Regions from separate parts of the Mus musculus genome. Here region 1 is linked to region 2. A link is a contact called in public promoter capture Hi-C data. All regions are on one chromosome and are shown on one strand. Each heading gives the region's core, a stretch centred on a gene start, on an enhancer-like site or on the middle of the called end of the contact. The rest is flanking DNA. Distances are from core to core; before and after follow the strand shown. Region 1 holds the start of Slc13a1 (solute carrier family 13 (sodium/sulfate symporters), member 1). Region 2 holds the start of Cadps2 (Ca2+-dependent activator protein for secretion 2).

Region 1 (4,500 bases), core at 356-2,855, 330 kb after region 2:
AGATTCATATGATCAGGGAGCTTGTAAAGAAGTTATTGTGCATAATAGATGAAGTAACAGACCTAGAAATGGTGAGAGGAGGAGCTGTATTGGAACCCTGTATGTACGAGTCAATTCTGTTATCTGGTCCATGCACCAGGGTCACATAGCTGCCTAGTCTCCTGGGTGGGAATCAAGTGCAGAAAGCTACAGTAAGATGAAATCTGGCTGAGCATTCTATTACTGCACGTGAATTTCCTTCAGGGATTTTCCAGTTAGGTGGCTAAGACTTCTGCGGGAAGCTAGGGTACCCAATGTACCGTAATTATTCTATTTTATTAATACAACAGTACTAATGGCTAAAGAGCATCAGCTGGGTTCTCTTCTACTGAGTGGAGGGACTGCACGCCTAGGGAGGGTAAGAATTCCCCTAGCTGTATAGGCAGCACATGAAGGGAGACTAGGAAAACCCCGCTCTGTTTGGTGAGTAATGACTCATCTAGTGCTCACAACAAGCCTGCCATGATCCCGCTCTTCTGAGAAAGCAGAAGTACAGGAAGGTTACGTAAGTTGCTCAGGTCACACAGCTTGCAAATGCTAACTATGGCATCTCAAGCAGGGAGCCTGTCTCTAGCACCTGTTCTGCTATCACCAGCTCACACTTCTACAGTCCTAATACAAAGGCGCTCACTGAGTGTTTGCTTGTTCAGACCACATCACCAAAACGTGGAAAATTCACTGAGCTTAATAGTCTGGGCTTAATAGACTGATTCTTTTCAAAAGGAAACTGAAAGATATTTGTAAGTATGCCAACATATGTACACGAAAATCTGAAGTGAGCAAAGCGATGACTTACTACATTTTCTGATTAACCTGGAACATAACTTCACAACTTTGATGTCTCTGTTCCAGAAGGAAATTAAATTTCTGGGAAGTTTTGTGGCTGACTCTAAGCCACAGAGCTGACAGCTCTGTAAGTATCTCTAGACCTTACTTTGCCAATTGTTCTGTCTAGGGCTGTGTAACCTGCAAGCCCTTGGGGCTCCTGCATCCTAGAATAACAATGACTACAACACAACATATTTGTAGCTGACAACAACATCATATCACAATGTCACAAAGCTGGGTATCCCTGCGAGTCCTTTATATAGAAATATATAATTGCTTATTCCTGGGGGAAGAGATCGTTACCCATGATGCTCCCTGGAGGCTGAGAACTTGAGAGATCTAAAGGGTTATGTTTCTTTTGTTCTTTCTTTCATCTAGTTGATAGGTGGAGAACAAATCTCATTGATTATTATGTCTAGTTATTCCACTTAATAATGACCAGATGAAAATAATACCAACCATTAAAAATGAAGAAAACAGGCAAGTACAATGTATAAACAAGCAGAAAGTATTACCATTCCTTCAACTTTGAGCCAGACCATGATCAACATCGAAGGACAACCCATGGCACAGCCCAAGCCATGTGCCTGTGTGTGCTCCAAGCTTGCTTACCTTGGTGCGGATGATGAGAGGGAGTGGCAAGAAAACCAAAATAGTGAAAACCACAAGGAGAAAGCGGCGATAGACCAAAGCATAATTGAGGAGCTTCATTGTCCTGAGCAGGTGCCTTCAACAGTATCCTCCTCACACTCAGGCAGATGTTAAATAACCAGCCTGGATTAATATTTCTCTACCTCACCATCTTTACTTACCGCCTCAGACAGACCAATGTTAGTTAAAATTAAATCTCAGTTTTATTGTTTTACTATCACAATTTAAAGAAAGAGATAAGCCCAAGAGTACTTAAGGACTCAAAGACCATTTGCTTATGTGATTTATAAAAAGTAATACAGATTCTCTCTCTTTCTCTCTCTCTCTCTCTCTCTCTCTCTCTCTCTCTCTCTCCTGTTCCTCCGTTTTCTCTTCCTTCCTTCCTTCCTTCCTTCCTTCCTTCCTTTCTTTCTTTCTTTCTTTCTTTCTTTCTTTCTCTCTCTCTCTTTTTCTTTCTTCCTCTCTTCCTCTCTTTCTCTTTCTATCTTTCTTTCTTGGTGCACAATAATTGGGCTATAGCCTTGAAAGACCAGGAGAAGGTAAGATCAGATCATGAATGAAATTAACTGACTTTGTTCACACTTAATCCCCTCTGCCCCTTTTGATGAACCCTGGCTTCTTCTAGCTGAAATTGTCAGCACTATTGTGATACCCCCAGTATTTCAGCACAGACTGTGTCCAGAGTCCTATCTAAGAAAGTATACTTCACTGTCTAAGGTGTAATAGCAGCTCCAAGTGCATGGATTTCAGTGCAGGGGAGTGGATAAAAGAGGATGTTTGATACTGATGGCTTTTCCTGGGGCTTCTTGGGTTGTGGACTTGAGTCAGCATTCTGAAAAATTGATGGCAATTTTTCCTTTTACTTTAAAAGCAAAGTACATTGTGTCTTTTAGAGATCTTAATACCTTTTCTTGGTAGGAAACAAAAAGTGAACCTTATATAAACATTCTCCTTTAGGAACTTTATGCATTTGAAATGATATTATTGTACTGATATTAGTTACATAATTATCAAGGGAATTGTACAGAGATAAATCAGGAAGGTCACTCGAGGGCTGTGTGTGCATGTGTGCTTGCATGAGAGCCATCATGTGTGTATGTAGGTAAAGATGAAAAATGTTACAATATAGAGAAGGTGTGGCTAGGGATTGTCTTGTGTGTTGTAAAATATGAATTGCCCACAAAAGCTCAAGTTAGCAACTTTGAACTCATCCTTAGGTGTTAACAAAGCACCCCACCAGAGCTCCTGAACTTTATAGTAAATTCCTCTTGACACAGACTTCACTATTATATAACATATGGTTATCATTTAGATGTGACTTCTAATTCCATATTAGTGTTGACTCTGCTTTATTTTTGTGCCAAGGAAAACTATTCCTTTCAATAATAGCCCCTGAGTTAGTGTGAATAAGTATTTTCCCCTTTAAAATGATAAATTTCCAGGCAACTTATACACAGTGATTCAGGAAAACAAGAGAGGTAAATAGAAAAGAGTTTCTGAATAATAATGGTTCATTACATAAAACAAATTCACAGATGAAAGAAAGGGTGATTGCCATCTGAATAACAATAGAAATATAATAATGACTACCCACAAAGCAGCAATAATAAAGACTATTAAGAAGAGATTAAAGGAACTGAGCTGCTCAGAATTATTCTTATTTTTCCCCAATAATACCCTGAATAGTTCATCACGTGCTCTTCCTTTTTTTCTAGTTTTTGAAGGAAACACTTTAGCTCTCGGATTTTCTTAGGCCGCCTGCTGTGACCATTTGAACTTCACTTTCTCATCTCGGAGGACATCACTTTGTGAAATGATATCAAAAAATGGAAAGGCATTTATGTGCCACTTAACAGAAGTGAAGACCTATGCATAGTGTCAGGTAGGTGACATGTCAGACAGAAGCCAAACAAGAGCACTTGATGCTTGCCCATGCCTCTGCTCTCTTATGGCGACCGTTTCTCCCCATAGGAAGGTCCTCAGGACCCTCATTCTGTGACCTGGAACTACAGCTGGACCTGTCTTCTGTGGGCGCCTGCACAAGAAGTTTCATCCCATAATTCCAAAATGCCCACCCTCAGCCACACAGCCATTCTCCTAACTTCAGCCATACTCTCTTGCTGTCAGAGAGAGAAGAGATCTGACAAAGTAATTAGGATTAGTAGGCGATAAATGTCACTCAGGACTCACCAGGGAATGAAACGCCAAGCTATTTGGAGCTTCTAGAGAACATACCTCAAGACACTCTGCAAATTGCACCCTGTTGTTAGCCAGTTTCAAGGCAAAGACAGGTTAGTTCACTGGGTCGAATTTTAACTTTCTTATGCAGAGAAACTAAACGTCTTGTGGCATGCTGTAGTTGCTTTAATGTATAATTGTGCTAGATATGAAATAAGTTGTAACAACAGGCGATTGTCAGTTAATTTAAAACTCATTTTGTTCAAATTTTTTTTTTAAAAATTACTAATGCTGTTGCCTTGCACACCATCTTCTACTGTGCACTAGGGATTTTACAGTCTCTACCCCATTTAATTTTCAAAACCTAATATAGTCCAGGCATGTAGCACAGCAACTTGAGATGCTCAAGCAGGAGGATTTTAAGTCAAGGACATTCTGAACTACAGAGTGAGCTTAAGACAATTTAGTGAGACCCTGTCTCAGTATTAAAAAACATAAAGAGGGTGGATAATAACTCAGCAGTAGAGTCCTTGCCTAACAATCATGGGTCTCCAGGCTCAGTCTCCAGTAACATGAACACACACAAATACAAGACATGAACTTTTGTATTGTATTTGCTTCCACTATTTATGTTTTGTGAAAACTCAGATTCAAAGAGGTGAGTTTAAATGTGCCAGAAATCAACTGACAGAGTGATGACTTGAATCCATCTCTTTCTGACTCTATTCTTCCTTTTCATGATGCCATCTATCTACAATATTGACTACTTATTCAACCCAGTGGCACACAAAGACCTTGCATGTG
Region 2 (4,737 bases), core at 69-2,568:
TTAGGGAAGGAGCCATAAGCAAAGCATTAGCTAGTCCTTCACCTGTCATTAACAGTGGACTTCATTAAGCCTGCCATGGCCTAGAATTACTCATAGCCTCTCTGGATGCATAGCTTCCTCGCTGTTTGCATGTCATGCCCTGATTGTTTAGCCACACAGAAAACTTAGCAATATAACTTTGCTTTTAATTCACCAAGAAAATGTCTAGTCCCTTGCCCTAGTGGAGATTTCTCTGTTATGGGAAAGTATCCGTGTTCCACCTGCTTCATCTAGCTACACACTCAGTCTGTCTTAAGGGCAAAGCCCAGCTCATACACCCCACAGCAGCCCAAATTAAAGTTGTTGCGAGTTGTATTCTAACCCTGTCCCAACCTAATCTGCCCAGGTTTAATTACTGCAGGACCTGCAAGGTGGGATCAGCTGATCAGTCCATGTCTTGGGGATGGTGAGGTGCAGCTGCCAGCTCCTGCCAGTTCAGGCCAGCTCTGGTTAGCTCCGGCTGGGGTTAAAGACCTAAGCACTCCAACCTGTCCCAGACACCCCTCAAAGACCTACTAAAATAGTGTCCAGCCCTTCGCAGAAGGACGGCAGCAGGTGCCCTGAACTCTCCCAGGAGAAAGCCCCCGGGGGCGGGAGGATGAGAGGGGTAAGTGGCCGCGGGAGGCTCCCAGTCCCGCCGCCACTCACCTTCTGCTGCCTCCGGGCCATGTCGGTGGGCTGCTTGGCGTTGAATGGGTACGCGATGCACCTCACCACGAAGACGTAGAGCTGCAGGCGGATGCGCCGCTCCTGCTCCTCGTCCAGCTGCAGCTCGGGCTCATTTCGCCCCTCGCTGAGTACCGAGGGGCTCGGGCTCACGGGTCTGGCCGCTCCGCCGCCGCTGCCACCACCGGAGCGTCCCGGCGCGTCCCGCCGCCCTTCCCGAGCCGCGGCCGGCGGCGCTCGCTGGGAGACGCCCGGCGCCACCAACACCTCGCGGCTCTCCTCCTCCAGCCCCTCGTCCGACTCCTCCTCGCTGGAAGACGGGTCGAGCATGGTGCTGGCTGGGACGCCTGGGCTTGGCCCGCGATCCCTGGGGCTTCTCGCCGAGCGCAGCTGTCCCCGCGGGTCCGCGGGAACCTAGGTCGGTGCGCCGCGGCCGCAGAACGAAAGGGAAAGTGGCCCGGGCTTTCCGGACACGTCGAGTTCGGCGCCCGAGTGTTTGCCGCGGCCAGGACGCGGGGCGGGCGAGCGGAGCGGCGGGAGGCGAGAGGCGGAGTTAGCGCGGGGGCGCTCGGGGCGCCCGGGGACCGCGCGCCCAGCCTCGGGCGTCCAGCCCGCGCGCGCGCCCAGCCCCGCCGCCGACCCCCGCCGCCCGCGCAGGTGAGGAACCTGTGGCGCCTCCCGAGCAACACGTGGAACGGAATGTCGAGGAGCGGACGCGGGGACGCGAAGTGCGCGTGCGCGCGCCGCCGCGCCCGCCACCGCCTGGACCGGGCGGCGGGTGTGCCGGGCGCCCCGGAGCGCGCAGTTTGCAGAGGGCGGGTGATGCCGAGCCCAGACGAGCACAGACGACCCCGGGCCACCATGCACCCAGTAGTCCTGCAGGCTTTCTGTAGGGGTGGCGGCGGGATAGGGACGGGGAACAAACACAGTCTCCAAGAGAGAGCTCCGGACAGTGCTGGGACCTGATTTGTGAAACCTGAGTGCTGAAAAGTGGGACCGGCTGCCTTCCCCTCGAAGTATTATTCTTTCTAGGAGACTTGAAAAAAGTCTCTCTCCCTTCGTTGCAGTGGGACACTCTCCAAGAAGTCCAAATTGTAATCGTCACAGCACGGGCATTAAAAGAAAAGTTGGCGCAGCGGCCGGTCCGGTCCGGGGTGGGGTGGGGTCTTTTAAACTGGTAGGTATTCCTGTTGTTTCCGGCAAACCCGCGAGCAAATTAGATTTTACGTTTGAAAAATGAAACTCTGACAAACACAGCTCAGTTGTTTCCTATGTTGAGATAGAACTGACTCAAACAAAACAGGTTGTTTTGGGTGGACAGACATTCAACAAACACCCGAGAGAAGGCCGGTGTCCAGCATTGTTAGCTTATGACAGAGGCACAAGCGAGGGCACACAACACAAAGTCGCTCTCTTTCCTGGCCTCAAGTGGGCGTCTCATAGCGGCACCTGAAGGCTGAATTATCTGCGCCGATTTTCTCGATGCTAGAACTGCCTCGCAGTTTCTTTTGCCATTCTGTAACTTCTGTCCTGAGCTCAGACAGAAGGGGAAATGCACAAAACAGGCATTCAACACATGGAACAGTGTGCGGTGGCATTCCAGCAAGGAGGATGCAGATCTCCAGGGAATTAACAGGACAAATTAAGCACCCACCAGCCCTGAGCTTCTCTGTCCCAGGGCCAAGCCGCAGTTTAAACTTTTCCAGGCCATTTGGTGGTTAGATACACAAAAACACTTTCCTTCTGCATCTACTGATGCTGTCCCTCAATGGAGAAAAAAGAGGGCATTTACTCCTAGGGAGCCTTCTCCATTAGTTAATCCTTGATTTTGGTCCCTTAGTAATAAAAAATGTTTCATGCCTACTAGCTGATGGTCAATGGTAAGGAAAAAATATATATATATGTGTGTGTGTGTGTGTGTGTGTGTGTGTGTGTGTGTGTACATATATTAAAATTGATGTATTTGAAGACTTTTTGCAAAACTCTGTGAGAGTATTTATCCAAAGTGATTATCAAAGTAACCTCCTAAGGCAGATAGGTGACATTATTAACGACACTATTTTTTTTTATATTTTATTTTTGGAGGAGGGAGATTTTCGAGACAGGGTTTCTCTGTATAGCCCTGGCTGTCCTGGAACTCACTCTGTAGACCAGGCTGGCCTTGAACCCAGAAATCTGCCTGCCCCTGCCTCCCAAGTGCTGGGGTTAAAGGCATGCGCCACAACTGCCTGGTTAGGTGGCACTATTCTGATGATTGCCCTTTGTACCAGATTTTGCTCTAAACTCTACAAGCATTACCTCCACTATTTATTTTCAGTTCTACAGTACACATATGGAACCTGAGGCTACAGCACCAGCCCCTGATGGACTCCCCATGGGCTCTCATTTCTAGGAGCAGTCTTTTCTGTTGTAATTTCTCTTGATTGTAAATCAGTACATTAAAATGTAGTGTTGATTAAGCTGGGGATACAATTCTGAAAGGCATAAGAGTGCTGGTTTAATCAGTCGTTCCTTTCTTTACTTTCTTTCCAGAGTATCTTTCAGTTTTATTAGTCACTACTACTATTACTTGGTGTGACAGCTGAGTACTTTCTCTCCATTTGATGCTTATTTTTTTCCTGTGAAAAATTATTAGAACTCGAAGATCCCCAAGCTTTGGAGATCCCACAGAAAAGCATGTAGTAGTCTTTTCTCCAAGAAGATGAAAATAAAAGGCATAATTTAAATATTCAAAAACAAGTCAGAAAGGAAGGAAAAAGAGTAAAAGAACAAATGAAGGCACAGATTTCAGTCCATAAAATATTGTACAGGTAGAATCTATTGATAGGCAGTTATAGCTTAAGATTTATAAGATGAGTAAAATCTGGTGCTAGATTTTTGTGGTGGTTTGAATGAGAATGACCCCCCCCCCCCCGCCATCGGTCCATAAACTTGAATATTTTGTCTCCCGTTGGAACTATTTGAGAAGAATTAGGAAACTTGGCCTTGTTGGAGACAGTGTGAAATTGAGTATGGGCATTAAGGTATCAAAGGCTGATTCCCAACGTAGCTCTCTGTGTCTCCTGCTTATGGATCAGGATGCAAACTCTCAGCTACTGCTCCAGTGCCATGTCTGCTGGCAGCCATGTTTCCCGCCATGATGGCCACGGACTCACCCTCTGAACTGTAAGCCCCTAATAAACTCTTTCTTCTAGAAGTGGCCGTGGTCAGGGTGTCTCTTCACAGCAATAGAAAAATAGCTAAGCCAGCAAAGGAGTTCTATGTTGATGCTTTGATGGCTGTTTTGAAAAACCACAGACGTAGGGTGGACACATTGTCCCTTCCCTGGTTCTTGGGTTCTGTTTGAGAGGCATTCCCTGCTTTCCAGAGAAAGGTCATGAATTGGGCTGCCTGAGTAATTAAATAAATAAGGTTTCTAAAATGGGTAGATATGTAGCTGAAGCAAGCAAGCATATGCCTTGTTTTGTTTTCAGTGTAACTGCTATCACATTACAATTGACAAAAAAACAAACAAAGCTCAGGTAACCAACTCCTGATGGTGGAGCTCTGGGGCAGCTGGCAAACCTGCATGACTGGCCATCTGAACAGACTGTGAGCAGAGGCTCTTAGTGTTTGGAGCCACAATACTGAGGGTCTGAATGAGGCCAAATTATGTTAACGCATCTTAGATTGGTTCCTCCTACTAATATTACACAAACTACCTTGAGTTTCAAGATGTCAGTCACCTTAACTGGCTAAATCATTTGTTTCTGCTGGGCATGGTTGTGAGCTTCCTTCTTCCATACAGTCTGGTGTTGAGCATTACAGCACACTGCCCCTGGACTATGCCGGCTCCATTCTAGACATCTAAGAAATAAGAAAGAGGGAGAGCAGAGGAAGTCCCTGCATGGTGAATACCTGGGTGACCATGTGGTGTTAATGTGGGCACAGTCATGTTAAAGACTAATGTCTCTAATGGCAAAACCCTCCCTGGGAGATGTTAGAGCAGTGGCCAAGTCTTCCATATTCGGAGGCTGATATCATGTACAAAAA

Evidence for each region. Promoter capture Hi-C pulls out the DNA fragments that hold promoters and counts their contacts.
Region 1: a contact with region 2 is called in a promoter capture Hi-C map of hippocampal neurons, with 2.5 times the contacts expected there. The contact joins the promoter of Slc13a1 here to the promoter of Cadps2 in region 2. A contact is called at or near these places in 8 of 39 promoter capture datasets (the 3T3-L1 cell line, cranial neural crest, frontonasal cranial neural crest and 4 more) and 1 of 484 Hi-C or Micro-C datasets (brain).

What each region holds. Positions count from the first base shown.
Region 1 is chr6:24,166,487-24,170,986 of GRCm38.p6, forward strand. Slc13a1 (solute carrier family 13 (sodium/sulfate symporters), member 1) reads right to left here and starts at 1,606. Exons shown (of 15, transcript NM_019481.2): 1 at 1,480-1,606. The coding sequence starts at 1,578.
Region 2 is chr6:23,838,103-23,842,839 of GRCm38.p6, forward strand. It overlaps Cadps2 (Ca2+-dependent activator protein for secretion 2), which reads right to left and starts at 1,319. Exons shown (of 30, transcript NM_153163.4): 1 at 688-1,319. The coding sequence starts at 1,035.